Regions from separate parts of the Hordeum vulgare genome. Here region 1 is linked to region 2. Evidence: chromatin contacts called from public Hi-C data. All regions are on one chromosome and are shown on one strand. The core of a region is the stretch at or near the end of the contact, and the rest is flanking DNA. Distances in the headings are between cores, read along the strand shown.

The links. Hi-C and Micro-C count contacts between places; a contact is called where the count stands out from the background.
Region 1: a contact with region 2 is called in a Hi-C map of leaf, with 4 times the contacts expected there. The contact joins the promoter of LOC123426044 here to the promoter of LOC123426043 in region 2. A contact is called at or near these places in 4 of 6 Hi-C or Micro-C datasets (leaf, seedling and an unstated tissue).

What each region holds. Positions count from the first base shown.
Region 1 is chr2H:264,252,681-264,257,817 of MorexV3_pseudomolecules_assembly, reverse strand. LOC123426044 (NADH dehydrogenase [ubiquinone] flavoprotein 1, mitochondrial) reads right to left here and starts at 3,263. Exons shown (of 2, transcript XM_045109823.1): 1 at 3,047-3,263. The coding sequence starts at 3,100.
Region 2 is chr2H:263,869,225-263,874,866 of MorexV3_pseudomolecules_assembly, reverse strand. It overlaps LOC123426043 (calmodulin-binding transcription activator CBT), which reads right to left and starts at 1,930. Exons shown (of 13, transcript XM_045109822.1): 1 at 1,744-1,930; 2 at 1,226-1,351. The coding sequence starts at 1,816.

The DNA.
Region 1 (5,137 bases), core at 2,014-4,513, 380 kb before region 2:
GAAAGAAGGAAAAAACAAAACAAAATGAGGGATATGCCAATAAAGTATCTTGGCTTGACTATAACTATCTGAGCCAATTTTAGAGTAAAGGAAGACCTATAAGGCAATGATAATTTAAAAGGGAAGGAAGATAACAAGGCAATGATGCCAGCAAGCAAGCTAGCTGAATGTGGATGAAGTTGCACACTAGCCTTGGACAAAGTACAGAAGCAACAGCACAGCGCAGTGTGACTGTACACCCTCCGTCAGGGTTTAGTGGGCCAGCCAGCCAAATAGGCAGGACCAAGGAACCCCGGTTTACCGCTGGTTATTAGCGGACGCTCCAGAAACCATACAATCTAATGCCTTAACTGATTCGCAGTAATAGCTACCGCATACCTCCCACCTTATTTGCCGCGCGCACCCCCGTCTTGGCCAATACATGGCCAATAGAAACCAACCAACTGATCGTTTGTCCGTTTTAATTGAGAACGGAGACCACCATCCCATATTTGTGCTAACAGAAGGGAGTTAATTGCAGCGATAAATGAACCGAATGAGGGGAGCTCGAGGAAAAATTGAAGCGTTTGCACATCTTGAGTGAGGCAGCTGCCTTTTAAATCCAGACATGCCTACGCTGCTCGCTGGCCTGATAAACCCGGACGGAGGGAGTATAACAGAAGCACCATATATGATGTCATCATAACTCATATAAATCGCAGTTGCCCTTAACCAATTATCTGGACACATAATTACGACTAAAAATGAGAATTGTGTGCCGAAAATCACAACAAATCCAAATGGCCAATAAAATAACGTAAAATCCAATAGGAAAGACTAAATTCATGACCAGCATTATTCCACTTTGTCCTATTCAAACAAATCAGCTAAACAATCACAACATGTTAGCAGGACAACTCCACAACCACTAAAGAGCAGTAGCCTAATTTTCCCATTACCCCAGACTTGCAATGAACAAGGTCATGACAGCAGCTATCCATAACTCTCCACCACCCAAACCCAATCCCAGATCAAGGAAACAGCTAAAATCCTAGACACACATATATATCTGGAGTTCGAATGGGGGAAGAGGTGCTCAGGATTGTCTACCCCCTTGGTGGCAATCTACAGAAATGCAGAATCCTTGGCCGCCTGCACTGGTACTTCACCTGTGGCAAGCATCCAGCTGCTGCGGACCCAAACCAGTAGTGGCGGCGGCACAGAAGGCCAAGCAGTGGGCAATGTGGCATAGGATTTTTTTTCCTCCTTCTTGGTCTCCTATTTGTTTTATGGTTGGATGGACACGGCTTGTGGGTGCGCAAGTGTGTTGCTTCGATCTGGGGACTTTGGAGCAGAGAACGTGAGATGTGTTGGACAAGACGGACACCCTACAGACTTGGTTCAATGGTCATATCATTCTGTTTCACTTTCTAATTTTGTGATTCAATATGATACTTATTGCTTAATCTGTTCAATCTTGATGTCCTATATAACTAAATAGTTGAAACACAATAACCTATTTATCTCAACACACAAGCATGCATGGGAAAAGAGCCACCTCAACATGCAAACATGCATAGTAATAGGCCCACCTCAATAATCAATACAGTGAATCATACATATCTTCAATTTTACTCTACATATGCTTAATCCAAATATTCATTTTTCATACAACCAAATCCATCAAAATATATATCAACAATATCACGCAGCAACGTGCAGGGTATCATCTAGTTCACCAAATTTTGGTGTGCAAGCTATTTACAGGATTTAACTCAGATTGCATATCTAATAAAAACACTAGGAAATAGAAAGAAAATGCGCATGTTACAAAACCTCAACCATTTACCAAGACTGGAATCAACCCTCAAGTACATAATCAAATACTTCACAACCTGAATTGTTGAAACTAGATAGTTTGCCCAAATCAAGCACATCGGAGAATCTACTATATAGCAGCTTAGCAAAGATCAAAAAGGGCATAGTGCTAATTCAGACACCTAAGATAGCACTGTAAACCCAAATGCTTGGTTAAGAACAACTATAGGATATCATTCTTATCACAGGAAAGAAAACCATCAATAACATAGGCTATATGACTTCCAGGTTACCTAGCAAAGGATTACAAACAAACTAATGCCGAGAAACAGATGATGTAACTGTAAATCTGTAACAGTGGGTCACATGCTACAAACCCAAGTAGGCACGCAAAGGAAATAAAAGTAACACTTCAAACATCTGTAACCTTTTCAATTAACACTAAAAGCCTAACTAAACCCAAAATTATCTTCACTGAACTCATTTTATCCCTGCACATGAGACCTTGATAAACACATGCCCATGTTTACCTATAAGTTGAAACGGGAAAAGTACCACAATGGTGGAATTCTGATCTCATATCAGGTAGGAAAACAATTTCTATCTAAAGAGCAAAGACTTTTTTTCTCATTTAAGCAAAAGGTTAGCAGATATTTTCTCTTACATGTCCCAGTGCAATAACTGACCACATGCCCCACTCAATCAGGAAACAATGAAAACTACAGGAGGCGTGTCTCATTTCACCACAAAGAACATTATTAGAACTATAAGACAAACACAACACCCATAGCGCGGTTTGATGCACATGCATCAGAACCCATGCAGCTAGTATAGAATCGAGTGTTGTGGTAGAAAAATAGAAAAACCAATCTGGGCTACATCAAACTACACCTGTCAAGCTCATGAACTAACTATAATCTCCCTCCACGATTGGAAATGTAAGTATAAGCAGTGTTTGTCCTGCCAAACGTCAGCCGTACTTATATACTAACAACATGTATTTCTACAGCTGCAACAAGGGACTGGGGGAGTCGTACGAGCTGCCTATGGCCACCCAACGATCTACTTCAATCTCGACTTCACAATTAGAAATCAAATCCCCCAAAGGGATTCGAAGCTGCTAACACCCTTCTCCGGTTTCGACGCCCCAAATCCGCCACTCTATCCATTTCCATTTACAGACAACAGGCAGATCCAAGCGCGAGCCCCGGGTGGGTATGGGGGAGGGGGGAGAAGGTGGAGTTTGTACCTTGCGACCGGGAGAGATCTCGGCCGATCTGAACAGCGCCCACCGCAACGCCATCTCCGCCTCCGGTTGGCCTCGAGTCCGTCGGATTTGGAAGAAAAAAAACAGGGAGAGACTGTTGTGTTGTGGGGAGGAGAAGCGGGGCGAGCTCCAGGCCAGGTGCAGGAGGGGAAGCAGCGGTCTCTTGAGGGGGCGGTTGCCAGCTCCTGGCAGGAGATGGGGCCCAGCCCACGACTCGCTTTCATTTTCTATTCCCCAGGCCAGGCCCATTCTCCATGGCGCTTTCTCCGGACAACTTGTTGATTTTTTTTCTTAATTAATTAACCCCTTAACTAAAACGAAGTCTCGAGCGAGTTAATGTGTGTCTTCATAGAGGTGGGTGCACGTATATTGATTGAATTGTGTTCAAGAAAAGAGAGCTATCATTATCATCTTGAATCACGCGTTGACCATTTTGCAGAGGGGGCTCTCGTGGTAACCACGACGTTTCGTTGATGCTAGGGTGTACTTTAGCGGGTGAGGTGGCAATTATGCCATCTTGAAGCGTTTCTTACTCAAATGTAGTCACATGTCTGGTGTTAACTAGAGAAGAAGGGGAAGTTGTTGATACAGATGAGTTGATTCAAATTTCAAGCATGGAGTTTATGTGTGGTGATTATGCCCTCGATGAGAGTACATCGAGAGTTACTTTAATTAATTTGAAAGCACATAATGTCCGCACATATCCCTCGCCCTAACCTTGTCGGTCTCAACAATCCTTAGTGTGACCACCGTGGTGTCTTCAATTTTGTCAATTGTGCGCCCGACCATACCTCTGTGCGTCTCGAGTTGCGTCCTCTCCATCGACAATTTCCATGAACCAGAGACTATGGCCTCCTCCTCCCACGCTGCCTTTGATGAGCTTGCTCTAGGTTAGGCATGAGACGACATCTAAGTGCCACTTGATGAGTTGCTCGAACGATGATGACCAACGTGGAGTGGGTAGCCATGTTCGTATGGGAGAAGGATTTATGGGAGATGATGCATCTACCGAAGAAGAAGCAACCTCGAATAGATATCAAACTCAAAGTAAAGAAGAGCAAGCTCAAATAGAAGAGGATGTAACTTGCGGACTCTCCGAAGGAAACTATGATGTGACCATGAAGATGTTGGGTTCTACCGTAGGTGCATCGCACGCTAATTAAAATTTTCTTACACGCAGAACATGTTACGGAGATGGATCACAAATCGTTACCACTAGACATGCAGTGTCGTGCAGCGAAAGTAGAGTTGGTGCAGCGCGTCCGCGAGGTCCGTCCCCTCCTTGTCCGATCTCCCTCGAACAGCTAGTCACCGGATCCCACGTATAGGTTTGCCGGAGCGGCACAAGTGCACCGCCTCTAATAGTGTTCGCACGTGTAGCAGGAACACCGTGTGGCGTACTGGTAGGTCTGATCACACAGTCGGCGGCAAGTGGAGGTGGCTAGTTGCAACATGCAAAGCCCTAATGATGGTGCCCACGTGATCAACTGAATAATTGTGATGCACCTCCACTATATACAAGCATTTGTTGTGGGCTTAACTCTTGGACCTCGCACGGATCCTAAAGCCCACGTGTTCCTTCCCTTGATCATGTGACCCCTTAGGTTCTCGTTCACTTGGTCGTAGGTCAGATTATATCCGGCCTGAATAGTCAGTAGCAGCCTCTAGCAAAACGTGTCGACTCCAAGTGTCCGATGAAGCTGGTTAGGCGAACCTGTACTTCATACTCCCTCCGTCCCAAAATAAGTGACTCAAAAGTGACTCAAATTTACACTAACTTTAGTACAAAGTTGAGTCATTTTTGAGTCACTTATTTTGGAACGGAGGAAGTACTTCGGTTCCCTTTTCCACACAATATATGTTGTCATGCTCAAGGTGACATGGTCATCCTTGTTGCAGCTCGACCTCTCTCGTTCCAGTAAATCTGACCAACACTTTAGGTTATCTCCTAATCCTGATTGCATGGCCATGCTTATCCAGGGCAGATCACCCGAGGGGCCCAGAGTATATCTCTCCTGATCGAAAGATAAAATCCATCTTGCTCAACAATGTCTCACAGCATGGGTCTCGACA
Region 2 (5,642 bases), core at 681-3,180:
GTTAACAAGCAAAAATTTAAACAAGTAGTAAGATGTAAATATACCCCTTGTATAACTAATACTCTTATAAAAGTACTCCCTCCGTATCAAAATATAAGACATTTTTGCAGTTCAATTGGTACAGAGGTACTATCATGTAGCAGCAATATCTTAGTGGACAAAATGTACATAGTGACAAGTAGCCACTAAATGCATAGACAGGTGAGAAGATTCAATTCCCAAGAGACGCGTCTGCTGGAAATGAGATAAGCTCACACAAAATCTGCACTCACAGCAAGCAAAAGTTAAATGCAAATTGGTATTGAGAACATGAAAACATGTTGGCTTTACTTATGGTAGCATAGTCACCCTAGATGTTATATTACTACTTTATAAACTGACTCTTGTGCACATGGGAGATTTAGGTGGAAGATCATGTTTATTATGTTCAGAATTGAATATTCTCTTATGAAATAGAGAAAGTATTCTGATGAGAATAATAACAAGGGGTTCCTGTGCATAAACATTTCGGAAAAAACACTGAGAAGAGCGCTTTATAGCAATAATGCTCATCATACTTATAGTCCAGTTCTCAAAAGCATTCATTCATCTGTTGTGCTAGATGCCTGAGGTGGGCGATCAAGAGGTGGAGCGTATGCAGCACCTCCTCATGGATTGCCAATTTTGCTATCAAACCTGGCACACAGTCCTGTCTTGGATTCGTTCTAAGGCACCTCCTCCCAACCCCGGCAACAACTTTACGGACTGGTGGGCTACTTGTGTACTTAGACTTCCTCAGCCCTAGCCATGGAGGGCGCTTCCGAGCTTTGTATGTTGTTATCTTGATGTAATAGTGTCTGTTTGCTCTTCGCTGGGCATGTACAAAGCTTATACTAACTTTCATTTTCTATCAAAAAATGCATCAAGACGCAAACTTTTTGTGTACCCTAGAGAGAGAAGAATAGAAGACCAAGGATGGGGTATTCAACACACGCAACGTTCCAGCACTAAATCAACCGACACTTACATTGTGTCCCCAAACAATGAACCGACAGGGTTTGAACTAGTAGCCACTCGTTGTTATTTTTGACGCATAATCCAGTCGTCATGCGTCAACACGCATATCTGTTATGTTCCCTTTTGTTCACACCAAGTTGCAGTCAATCACCGAAGCTAAGCAAGCACAGTGGTATGGAATGAAAATGGATGCCAAAATGAGGGTTTAGGGTTGATGCGAAACACATACTCACGGGCTTGTCAATGGGCTGTGCATGGACCTTGAACCTCTCGTGGTTCGCCAGGACCGCGTAGATCTCATTCGGCCGGAACCAGCGCGACGCGGCCTCTGCTTTCAGCTTCTCGAAGTTCAAGTCTGTCCACCGACCATGAGAAGAAGAAACACGGTCGAGAAATCAGCTCAAGATACAACAACATGCTTGTTTTTCCCTTTGAGCAACAAAAGATAGAAACGAACTAGACGTAAATTCCATTATTCTAGAGCTAATCTCAAAGACCTAAAACTTAAACGATACAAAATTATAAGTTAAAAAAGAGAAAGAATCAAATGAGACCCCACTCACCACACACACACACACACAGCATACAACCAAACCCCAAGAACTAAATCACCAGTATTGGGGGCATCAACAGTAAGAATCAAAGCCCGAGAGCTACTGAATCAGCCACCAAAGAAAAGCAAAAGGAGGGGTAGGGGAATAAAGAAAAGAAGGAGGAACGGCGGCGCTCGGACTGGAGAAGTCGGACCTGCGTAGGTGATGAAGCCGTGGATCTCGGAGCGTAGGAGCGGGTCCCTCTCCCTCCCGGCCGTTCCCTCCATAGCCGCCGCGGCTGCTGCTTCCACTTTCCCGGTCGGTCTATTGGTCAGGCCGCGCAGGCAGGCGAGTGGAGAAGAAGACGACGACGAGCAGGAAAAGACCTTAGAAAAGGAAAAATGGTGAGAGAAAAAAAACAATTAAGTGCAGGTAAATAAATCGCTCATTTCTCGGAGAAAAATCAGATGGTGAGGACCCGCATCTAAAGCATCCGGGCCCACCTGTCGGAAAGTGGGTTGTTGAGTTTGTGGCACCAGCTATGCTCTTTCTCCTTTGGAAAGGAAAAAAGATAGATCCTGAATTTCCCGTGCACACAACTGGAACTGGAAAGGTGAGACTGAGTGAAATGAATCTCTATATTATACGGTATTATTGGGAATTACACGTCGCACAAATGTATGAAAATAAATGTATCTAGAACTAGAATATATTCAGATATATTCATTCATATGATAAGTATTTTCAAATGGAGTGAGTATTTCCTCCGTATATAAGTATTTTTAGAGATTCCATTGCGGACTATATATAAATGTATATAGACATATTTTATAGTAGATTCATTCGTTTTGCTTCATATGTGATATGTAGTAAAATATCTAAAAGGACTTATATTTAGAAACGGAGGGAGTATAATCTATATCTATAACTTCTAATACAACAACATAATAAGAACACACGTGTATCTGCATAACCAACATGCACACATACATAAAAACAACCACAACAGCAATAAGCAAAGTCATACAAGACCAAAACTATGCATAGGCGGAGGGAGAAAAGAAAAACATGAAGCAGTGAAAAACATCGACTAATGATATACAACAATGATCATTGACGGCAAACATATCTTGACAACACAAGGACAAAGAGAAAGGATTTGCAAAAACGATGCCTCCAAAGAGGGAACAATGTGCAAGCATTGTAGTCACCAAATCCAACAACCAAGGTCGGACCCTGGGTTTTCGTCCTGAAGATAAAATCCAAGGAAATTTCGAGCAATCTCTTCATCACGCTAACGATGCAAAGAACATTGCCTTTGTCACGTATGGCCAACTACGGTCACACCTAGTGTTTTCAACCCAAAGCTCGAGGCTAGGTACTCAAGAAGTACCACCCGATCGTAGCCATCCCATGTTGTCTCCTCCACTTGCCTCGATCCCAATAGTTGCATACGCGCATGGTCCTTGTGGCGAGTGATGGCCATGTCTGCACGCCTAGACTAACATGACATGACCAGAGCCTCTCGCCACCACTGGAGAAAGTGTTTGATGGGGAGGAAAGATTGTAGCACTCGCAACGTCCCGAGTTCGGGACACTCTAGACACCCCATAAAATCCTCACAAGTGGCAGTCGATGACTGATCTACATGAGACGACAGCTCCACGTGTTGCCACTCGCTTCATCTTCCTTGCTCGTGGACGTCGATCATATAGGTGACCAGCTGTCACACCCTGTTTTCACACCTTGTCTGCCTTTCAAAATTTCGTATAAATTAAAACTTTCTAAGTGAATGCCATGAATGCCTTGTTTTTCATTGTTTTATGTGTTCTTGTGAGTAGATATCTTAAAAATCATTTTTCAAAATAATATTTCCACAAAACCCCCTTTTAGTTATTTTGATAAATCAAAATTTTGCTTTGAGTTTGCACTACAAGTCCCTGAATTTAAGGGAATGCTTTCACCCAAAGATTGTATTTTGATTCTAATGTGACTGTAACTCTTCAAAACAATTAAATGGTTTTATTTTTAAAGTCATTTTCCTATTTTATTTAATTGTCCTTTTCTAAGGCCAGAAACGGTATTTCTGGTTGGAAAAATATTTTTTCACCTTAGAAAAAACTGAGAAAACTTGGGAATAGTCAGAGGACATATATTTTCCATGCATAAGAGTTTCAACCCCTAGTCCTCTTCAAAATATTTGAGCAAACCTTTGAAAACCAATTATGTCTGTTTTGAACTTTTGAAATATTTCCAAAGGAAATATTCTCAATAGATTCCTAGAAAATTTCAGGATGTTCCCCATGCTATATTTGGTGATCATGCCAAGTTTCACCTCCACCCAAGGTGATTTGATTCACCAAATAATTCAGAAACCCTCTCTATCCAGAATCAAGACGGAGCAACTCTACATTGCAAAGTTTGTCCATTTGGTCTCAAACTTTGCAGGAATGATCAATAGCCCAAGTAAGGAGATCATGACAAGATTTGGGTTTGTGGGATTGATTTGCTCACATCTCCTCACAAGAGTGCACATCAGCCCATTTGTGGGTATTTTCAAGTTTACATTGTCAAACTTGTCCAATGGAGCTCAAATTTGGTAGAGCCTCCTAATTAAGCCTAAGACCAAATCATGTCAACTTTCAATGCATTTGGAAGAGGTTAACTTCCCCAAACATGCATCAAACACCTTGTGCCAGATTTGTAAAACAACATATAGCAACCACCACACTTACTCCCTTCCCTCCAAACTCTTGTAACAGATGGCCTGTGTCCCTCCTCAACTGCAGATGAGAGACCCTACATTGGTTCAATGAGAGGGAGCCAAAATCTCCATTTTAGCTCCTGAACCAAGGTTGGCAGAACCACTTTAACTCTCTCCCCTTAGCCAGCTTACTTCTTATCGGTTCCTAGCACCCAAGGGGCATCTACCCCATCTCCCAGACACGCCAGACGCGGCCAAGACGCGCCGGAGCACGCCAGCATGCCGTGGCATGCCAAAACTGCGCTCTGGACGCGCTACAGGGCGCACCCGGCCCCAGGGGGGCAGCTCCGGCCGGTTCGTGCCTCCACTTATTGCCCCTCTTTGACCACACCGACGACCGCATCTAGGGCAACGTCGGGCCCCTCTTTCCCCCTCTCTTGTGCCCCTTGCGACGCATGCCCGCGTGCGACCGAAGCGGCCAGAAGGACCTCACCACCTCGACGCGGCAAGGAGCTGCCCCCGCTCCTGCTGAAGATGTCGCGCAGTCGCAAACCATGTCCGCAAACCACGGTTTCACGCTCAAGCTTTCACTCCTCTCTCCTGCCGCCGCAGCAAAACCACCGGCGCATCACCACTCGGTGGCTTGTTGCCCACCTATAAATAGGCCACCCCTGACTCCTCCAGCACCTCAAGCCACTCCCTCCTACCTCTAGTCGACCACCCCAGTGCTCCATTTGAGCTAAGGGAGTCCCGGTACTCGAGATCGATCAAGGCGTCGCCGCGTCGGGGCTCCGTCGATCTCGGGCTACACGCACGCTCCCGAGCTCATTTCTCCTTCCCCGTGACCGTAGAGACCTCCTGAGCCTTTTCCACCACTTCCCTCGTGCTTCTCCCTGCTCATAGCACCGATGCCGACATCTTCACGAAGGGTCTCTACCGCAGCTCCGTCGTCGTCAGAAACTCAGGCCACCTTCGTCGTCCCTTCGACCATCATCACGTAGGCGGATGTGACAGCCCGAGATCGACGCTCCAGAAGATTCCCCTTTTATTCTGTTCTCATCGTGTGGTTTGTTTATTTGTCACATTCATCATCACATCATTCGCATCATCCACATTGCATCGGCACTCCGTTGCCGCCAGTTTTCAAAACATGCATCCGTTATTAGTTGTCGGTTCTCTCCATTTTGTCGTTGACCGTTGGAGACCAACCACACACGCACACGCCCGCAACATCGTTAAACTCTGTCACGGGCCACACCATTTCCCTCTCATCCCTACATAGCCCATATACACAGCACGTCTAGCCCATCTATTCCATCCCCGCATCCGTGGCCGTCCGATCGCGATCCCGTGGTCGAAATCAGAAGTGGATTCGGGTAACCCTACCCCTTTTCCTATTTAATCTTCCC